Linked DNA regions of Mus musculus: regions 1 and 2 are each linked to region 3. Evidence: chromatin contacts called from public promoter capture Hi-C data. All regions are on one chromosome and are shown on one strand. Each heading gives the region's core, a stretch centred on a gene start, on an enhancer-like site or on the middle of the called end of the contact. The rest is flanking DNA. Distances are from core to core; before and after follow the strand shown.

Region 1 (2,700 bases), core at 98-2,597, 850 kb after region 3:
TGCCTTCCCAAGTGGATGCAAAGGAGCTCTCATCTTCAATTTGTGTCCGATCCTGGTGTTTGATGCCATTTGTGTTCATCAGACTAATGGAGCTGTCAATTAAGCCCAATCCAGACTAGCTCTTAGCCATAATGGACACCTGGTCCTGAACTTGGAGTGGAGTGGAGGAAGGTGTGAGCTCCTTGAAGCAGCTGGCAAGTGATTGTCCAGTGACTATGAAACCCGAACCATGGACCAATTAAGTGGACGTATGTGTACAACTACATGTGCACAGCCCTAGACTGAGTCATGAGTGGGCAGATTTGGATAGGTCACTTGTTAATGTGTGAGCATATTAGCAGAAGACCAGAGAGACACAGTGTGATGCCTTAGAAAACCGAATATAAATAATATATGGGGAATCACCAGAGCTAACAAGTGTACATATGCCGGAGTCTATTCTCACACTCTGTTCCTATAAGTAGAGAGGTTCGCCTCAGCCAGGGTAGGGGTCTGGACAATGGTTTCTGAGCATCCCAGTACCGGAACATCTCCAGCATTTGAATCTCTCAGATTCTTTCATGATTGGATGGAGGTGGCAAGAGAGTCTCATCTAGTTTGTAGCCGCAGCTGTGTCCTCCTCTTCCTCACTCCCCATCCCCCTCATCCCCCATCTTCTTCCTCCTCCTTCCCCTCGTCTTCCCTCCCCCTCCACCCCCTCCTCCTCCTTGAGAACTCACGCCATATTTTGCATGGTTTAGAATGCCCTCCAAAGGCAAACCCAGAGTCTGAGGAATTTTTCTGCATTGCTGAGATGAAGAAAGCTTGCATGCTGTGACTTGCCACACGTGTCTCTCATTAAATAATCCTCCAGACTTTATAAAAAAAGAAAGAAAGAGACTCACCATCTATAGCTAAACATCAAACAATCGAACTATTTTTAGCCTCAAGTACTACTAAGAAGTTAGATTCCACACGTTCGTCTTCAGTTATCTGGCTTTGGCAAAATGACCTCGATAAAGAATGTGGGCAAACAGAGACTAACATCTCTTGCCGAGCATATGCTCTGGCATGCAAGAGGGCTCTTTGCTAAGAGTTTGCATACAGAGAAAGCAAGGATTTTGAAAGACTGGCTGGCAGGCGGCATTGGGGATCACAAGGCAAGTATTCGTCCTCGAACCTCATGCAAGTGTGTCCCACTGTCAGGCTTGCAGTATGCTCAGAGAGGTTAAACCCTGTGGGGGAGTGGGCAGATAGTCTTAGGTGTCAGCTAGTTGGTTTTGTTCTGTGTCATGTTGTGAGGTGCACTGTAAAGAGGTGCACTGCTGGGCAGAGGGCCTGAACCTTCTGGAAGAAGGAAAAGTCGCACTTGGGGCTGGTGTCTTTGATGTTGTCTCCAGCTGCAGAGATCTCCCTCCACAGGTGTGACCCAGGTCAGCCTCAGGCTTGCCTTTCACTTTCAACCGTGTCTACTTTCGCTTAGTCCTCTTACCTTAGGAAAGAGAGGAGGTGGGGGCAGAGATGGTGAACTGCCTAGCACTGCTGACTGAAAGCCCAAGGCTGGTAGACACATAGTTAGTTCCCAGACGTCCTTACATAGGCTTCAGGATGGCTAGCCCAAGACAGATGTGGTGGTTGGAGATAGAAGGCAGGTGTGGGAACTCAGGAGCAAAAAGGAGACTGCCCCAAGTCTCTGAGGCAGAAGGAGCAGACAGCACCAAGAGTGTTCAACCTACAACATAGGGCTGCATGTAGCCTAAGATGGCTATGAGTATGGCTTACCATAAAACTGTAAACTTGCTTAAAACAATAAAGGGGGTTCTTTGGGGCTTAGGGTTTAGTTTTGCTTTTTCAGGTGTGTGTGTGTGTGTGTGTGTGTGTGTGTGTGTGTGTGTGTTGAAGAAGGACTTCATCTATCTCAAGCTATCCTTGAACTTGCTATATAGTAGAGCTTAATGTCTTAACAAGGCTTATAGGGATGGTCACCTCTGGCTTGTGAGATGCTGGGGCTAAAGCACGGGACCTCCTCTATGTGTTAATCTAGAGCTCCACACAGGGAGCGGCACCCCCAGCCTTGTTGGTCCTCAGTGTAGCATCCTAGCACAGCAAGACACTGAACACACCTGAATGGACTCTAATCCTCACTTGGTTTTCCCACCACATCGAGTTAGACCAATATCTCATGGGTAGATCTAGTTCTCCCATGAGCTTACGAGTCCATCACTGAGCCTCTGCCATTCTTGTCTGAGACCAAGGCACTGCCATGACTTCGGGCAACATGGGATAGCATCTGTCCTGACTGGGTGAAGTTTCTGGAAGGAAACTTTGCTTGTTGCTACGTTCATCAGATGACCGAGGCTAGAGAAAGCATGATAACCAGAACTCAGAGACTTGAAGGAGGGCCGTTCCTGCCTCTTGGGTGCAGTGATGCCCATAATCCTCACGTGGTGGAAGGATCCAGTATTTCCAGTTCTCTCAGATGGTATTTTAATAGTATCAGGTCATCGCTCTCATGGAGGCAAATGTGGACTGCATTTATTTCATTTTAAGTTGAAAAGGGCAAATCTCTCTTGGACAAACCAGAAACACAAATTAAAGGGTTATGAGCCTGGTGGAAGAGACGCCTACTAATCAACACTCCTTAAAGGGCCAGAAAATTCCTCTGCCTCCTTATGAAAATCCGAGGTAGACCTTCATGTTCCTGTTTGCGGGAGAAGAAAA
Region 2 (2,700 bases), core at 32-2,531, 510 kb after region 3:
CTATACCCTCTTCCTGCAGGATCCTCATGCTGTGCACTTGGAGCAGTTTGTTGCATTTCTGCTCCCTACACACGAGGAGCCAAGAGCATGCGTTCTCCTCTATTTGTGATAATCAAGTATTCTTCCAGACACTGCCAACATTCTCCTGTCGGGATCACACTCCACCTCCGAGAGCCAAATGCTTCAATGCAAGATGGTTTAAAAGTGCCGGCTGAGAAGTCGGGAGGATCTGCATGACGAGGTGTGGACAATTCAGAAGGTTCCTCTGACGTGGTTCATTAGTAAGACCTCTCATGCTTTGTATTAAGAGCTTCTGGTCTACAGAGGCCTTGAGTTCCCTCTCTGGCACCCTCGTTGGGCAGCTCACAACTGCCTGAAAATTCAGCTTCAGGGGTTCAGTCAGCTACTTCTGGCCTCTGTGGGTGCTGGGGCACATGCACAAACTTGCATACAGACACACATACATGTATACACCGACTTTAACATGTAAAGGGAATAGTGATCATACATAGTCAATCACACAACCAACAAAAAAAATTAGTGTTTTTTAAAAACTACTACATAGTTTCTTTTGGTATATTTTCCCCTTACCCGTCCTCCCTCCAAATCCTCCCAAGTCCTCCCATTCACTCCTCCTTTGAATGTTCTCATTCAAATCCATGGGCTCTTTCCTCATTAAGTGTCGCTACCTAGAGTTGTATGTGTGTTTCTTAATCCCGTGTAAGCCTTGTAGAGGTGCTGCTCTTCATTAAGGAAGAGAAAGACATTTAAAGAGACGGCAGTGCCTGCTTCCCCTGGTGGAGCTCATAACAGCACCTTAAGACCCAGCGGGGCCTGAGCTACAGATGGTTTGGCTTTTAAACCAATCAGCAAATTATCCTGCGGCAGGTGCTTACTGCAAACTCCAGAACTTGGAGAGCCCAGAAAGCTGCCTTTAGCATAGGAAAGCCAAAGCTGAAGGTTTGAACACAAGTAAAAAGAAGCAAAACAGGGAGGGGCTGGAGGTTGCTGGGTGCTTCACCAGGACCTCTAAGTGTGCAGCTTTGCACCTCATAGGAGCGAGGCCTCTGCTCTTTATTGCTTAATACTCTGCAGCTCCTACTGCATACCCCTGCAGAGGACACGCCCACTCCCATGGTGCTGCGAGCGCACGTAGGTTTAGACCTCCACCTTTTCATCTTCTGTTCATTTCCCTTTAACAAGAAGAATGAAGACTTCAGCTCTCACAGGCAGACTGCTGTTTTGTTTGGTCCGAAGTCAGATGGGAGGCCTCCAAGGAAAACTCCCTTTTAGCATTTTCCAATTAGAAAAGTGCTGCGCACCGCGCTGAGGGCCCGTGCTCTCCCCCGCTTTCCCCTCACTTTTACTGCCATTATTTATCCGAGGGGATCGTATTTCAAGAAAGATTATTTTTTTCCTCTTACTGAAGGGAGGAAAATACATTTCTTTGTTGAAAGAAGGGGGGAACGATCCAGAAGAAAGAAAATCCCCGATCCCGCAGGGTTGTGAATCTTTTTCGAGCCATGGTATTTTATAAGGACGCGGGTCTTAGGAAGAACAGGAGTTTATAAAAGCAGCTTGCTGGATAAGGACCCATTTGTAAAGGCTTTTAGAAAATGCATTATTTACCCGCTGGAGCTCTCGGTTATCGTGTTTACTCAAGGGAAAGCAAATTTTCTCTTTTTTTAAATCTTGCCTAAGTTTTTCTTAAAACAGGCTGTTGACTGGAATCGATGTGGACAGCAGCCTAAAAGGACACAGGACAGCTTGGCCCCACTGGCACCTAAATAAATGGTCATCCAAGGTCGTGCCTTCTGTCAGCAGTAGATGCTGTTTTTGAGTAGCATGTCTCAAATGCAAACTGCTAAAGGCCCAGTGCTCAGATGCAGAAACTCTGGGGCGGGGGCTGCAGAGGTGGGTTGGTGGATAAATAGCTTGCTACAGGAGGGCCTGGGTTTGCCTTCCCTTGAGTGTACGGAAGGGCCTGAGTTCAGATCCCCTGCACTCACATAAAAGCCCAGCTGAATGGGGTGTATCTGAGCCCTAGCATAGGGGACAGAGATAGGATCCCTAGAACTCAGTGGCCAATCTGTCTAGGCAAACTGATGAGAGTCACATTCAGTGAGAGACCCTGTCTCAGAACGAACACGGAGAGTGATGGAGAGAGAGACATCCTGACTCAACATACAGCCATCGCAGGAGAGTGCTCAAGCAAGCACTCCTGCAGACACATGGGCACACATCTACAAACACCACACATACACACACACACACACACACACACACACACACACACACACACACACACACTACAGTGACATATGCAAGCTTAATGCTAATAAACAAAAGCCCCCAGCGCAAGGAGCTCCCTAATTACGACAGGAGCATGCATTGAATGCTCAGCGTCTGGTGATGAAAACATCAGTAATTGCAGTCTCGCTTATATGGGCAACTGATTGCTTACACGATATAAGCAGATTTGATATGAAGTATAATCAATCTATTCTCCTGCCTTTTCCTCCTCCATTAATAGGCTATCCTTTAGTCAGAGTATTGCTGTCCTGTCTGACCTGCTTTTTCTGCCAAAACTGTCTAGAAAAGGCTCTACACAGCCCCCAAATGCAGCCTGGAAGCTGTGTCCTTTGTAGATGTATTAGTCAGTGAGGCTGGCTATGCTGTGTAACAAGCACGCCCTCAGCC
Region 3 (2,700 bases), core at 142-2,641:
TCCATCACGTAGGGAAGTCAGGGCAGCAGCGATTGGCTGGAACCTGACGGCAGGAACTGAATCAGAGACCATGGAAGAATGCTGTTCCCTAGGGTCTTGGTTTTCATGACTTGCTCAGCCTGCTTTATGGTACAATCCGTCCAGGGTGGCATCACCCACAGTAGGATGTGTCCCACCCATATGCCCACAAGTCAGTCAGATGGAGGCAGTCTCTCAATTCGGACCTCACTGAGGTAGACTGTCATTTGGAATGACACTTGAAAAGGTGGATTATTTTCACAATGCAGCTCTGACGTGTAGAGCTAATGCGCTGCGGGACTTTACCCATCCTGCTGAGTTCTCACTTCTCCTTCAGGTATCACTGGTATAGATCATAATGCCGTAAAGTGGGGGCGCAACGTCAGAGAAAGTCTGCAGGCAGCCACGTGCTGCAGGGTTGAGGAGGAGGCTGAAGCCAGACAGAATACTGAGACCATCCTCGTTAATATTATTTATAAGACATTTAAGCACATTTTCAATACTTTTCTTTACCTTCTAAGGAAGTCTTGCAAGACTCTTCCGACTCCTCAGACCTGTTTGAGGTGTGTTGTGTAGTGAGGAAAGGAGAACATGGACAGATCCCGGGAGTTTGTATGTCTGTTACTTAGTTGTCTTTTTCTGTTGGCTTCCACTTCTTTTTTTTTTTTTTTGGTTTTTGGTTTTTGGTTTTTTCGAGACAGGGTTTCTCTGTGTAGCCCTGGCTGTCCTGGAACTCACTCTGTAGACCAGGTTGGCCTCGAACTCAGAAATCCACCTGCCTCTGCCTCCCAAGTGCTGGGATTAAAGGCGTGCACCACCACACTCAGCCTGGCTTCCACTTCTATATGTGTTGTGAATATATATACTGTATCTTTTGGTGGTTTGAATTCTTTTTCTTTTTTAAAGTATTTTTTGTTGGCTGATTTAGTTGTATAGATTTGAACCTGATTCAAAGAGATTCTGAGTTTTGTTGAATGCAATGAAAATATGTGATATAATAAAAATTATGAGACTTAGAAAAACAAGTTAAATGCTGTCTCACTCCGAAAGAGAAGAACCAAGGCATAAGACACATCATGCTCAATCAAAGCCTAAGTCCTGCATTGTACCTCTTGATTCTGGAGCTCGCTGTCTGGCATCTGGAGCTCACTCGCGATCTCCTGGGCTCTGCCATCCATGAACACCCACAGCTTGTCTTGTAGGCTGAGGCCAGCTCCACTCCACTCCTGCTGCGGTCCCTCGTGGTCACCTCATGGTCCTGGCATCCCCAGGATACTGGGATCTCCTCTGCAGCTGAGGCTGTACCTTCACCAGTGTCCTCTCCTGGCCTCTGACAGTGCCAAACTTGTTTCTTCCCATGGCCCTTCAGCCCTGGCATTTCCATTGCAACAGAGGCTGCACCGTCACCAGCGGCCTCTCTTGGGTCTCAGTGCCAAGCCTTAGCTGTTGCTTCAGACACTTACGTAAACGTTGTTTACCCTGTTGATGTGCAGCCTTGGCTCCCCCACTGGGCCCCAGCCTCCGTGTGCTGACCCTGAGGAAGTGCCCCCAGAAGATCTGATCTCCACGATGCTGGTCTTTGGTTAATCAGAGCTAATCTTGAAGCCCATGCTCATCCTCACTGCTTGTCCTGGTAAAGCTGAGGTTTTACTTCCGCAGTGTTCTTCCTAAACTCTGCTTTCTCTTTGGCAAGGAGGGCCAGGTGATGATCTCACTGCCTGAGAGCTGTCTGCTCACCACGGACACTGTGATTCGAAGCTCCCTAGGGCCCTACATTAAGAAGTAAGTGACCACACCTCACACCTGGTGTCTGCCAGTGCTGCTCACAGCCCACGTCGGCAGCACAGGGCGTGAGGACCCAGCTCTCGGCTAGCCGAGAAATACTTAGTACGATTGAAGGTTTATTCTCTTCCAGGGTTGTTCTTGGTTCAGTGTGAACTGTGTTTCCAAGGTTTTCCAGGCTGCCTAGGATGTGGTGCTCACCCTGTCCCCTATTTACTAGAAAGTGAGCATGGGATGGGATGGTGTACGTGACAATGGTGTGGCTGTTTCCTTCTACCCTAGAAAGCTTGGCAGATGCTAGGCCACTGTCCCAGGTTCACCCTGTTGTACCAGCTTGGCTTCTTCACCTTTGAACAGATTTGACCTTAGGGCAGAGCTTTAGTTAGGAATGGGGGAGGGTAGGTGCTGTAGGTTGAGAGCCACGTCCTGGGCATGTGGTGGTGAGCCTTGCTTTCAGAGCATCCCTGAAGTCAGAGGAGGGAGAGCCTCAGCAGAAATTATTTCTACGTTGGGTTCAAAGATGGTGCTGACCCTTAACCCAAGTGGATACCCCTCCACCTGCTCTCTATGAACCCCGTTACCGCCAGCTCTCTATAGGCCCCTCCCCCGGCTCTCTATGAACCCCATTACCCCTCAGCTCTCTATAGGCTCCTCCCCTGGCTCTCTATGAACCCCATTACCCCCCCTCTCTATAGGCCCCTCCCCCGGCTCTCTATGAACCCCATTACCCCCCCTCTATAGGCTCCTCCCCCGGCTCTCTATGAACCCCATTACCCCCCCCCTCTATAGGCCCCTCCCCCGGCTCTCTATGAACCCCATTACCCCCCCTCTCGATAGGCCCCTCCCCCGGCTCTCTATGAACCCCATTACCCCCCTCTCTATAGGCTCCTCCCCCGGCTC

Evidence for each region. Capture Hi-C pulls out chosen DNA fragments and counts their contacts.
Region 1: a contact with region 3 is called in a promoter capture Hi-C map of adipose tissue, with 5 times the contacts expected there. The contact joins two enhancer-like sites. A contact is called at or near these places in 1 of 39 promoter capture datasets (macrophages), 1 of 115 datasets of contacts at active chromatin or transcription factors (astrocytes) and 2 of 9 other capture datasets (adipose tissue and liver).
Region 2: a contact with region 3 is called in a promoter capture Hi-C map of adipose tissue, with 2.2 times the contacts expected there. The contact joins two enhancer-like sites. A contact is called at or near these places in 1 of 115 datasets of contacts at active chromatin or transcription factors (neural tube) and 3 of 9 other capture datasets (adipose tissue, liver and pancreatic islet).

Annotation. Positions count from the first base shown.
Region 1 is chr16:92,742,653-92,745,352 of GRCm38.p6, reverse strand. All of the region lies in intron 2 of Runx1 (runt related transcription factor 1), which reads left to right. Among named protein-coding and RNA genes, the nearest start is that of Gm30281, 18 kb to the left of the region's middle. Within about 2 kb of position 1,347, at least 27 of the 459 cell types and tissues checked have an H3K27ac peak or open chromatin away from gene starts, as enhancers often do. A contact at or near this core is called in adipose tissue, where this site is marked.
Region 2 is chr16:93,078,347-93,081,046 of GRCm38.p6, reverse strand. No RefSeq gene overlaps it. Among named protein-coding and RNA genes, the nearest start is that of Gm30474, 52 kb to the left of the region's middle. Within about 2 kb of position 1,281, at least 33 of the 459 cell types and tissues checked have an H3K27ac peak or open chromatin away from gene starts, as enhancers often do. A contact at or near this core is called in adipose tissue, where this site is marked.
Region 3 is chr16:93,592,347-93,595,046 of GRCm38.p6, reverse strand. Setd4 (SET domain containing 4) reads left to right here. Exons shown (of 12, transcript NM_145482.3): 6 at 1,712-1,800. Among named protein-coding and RNA genes, the nearest start is that of Setd4, 10 kb to the left of the region's middle. Within about 2 kb of position 1,391, at least 13 of the 459 cell types and tissues checked have an H3K27ac peak or open chromatin away from gene starts, as enhancers often do. A contact at or near this core is called in adipose tissue, where this site is marked.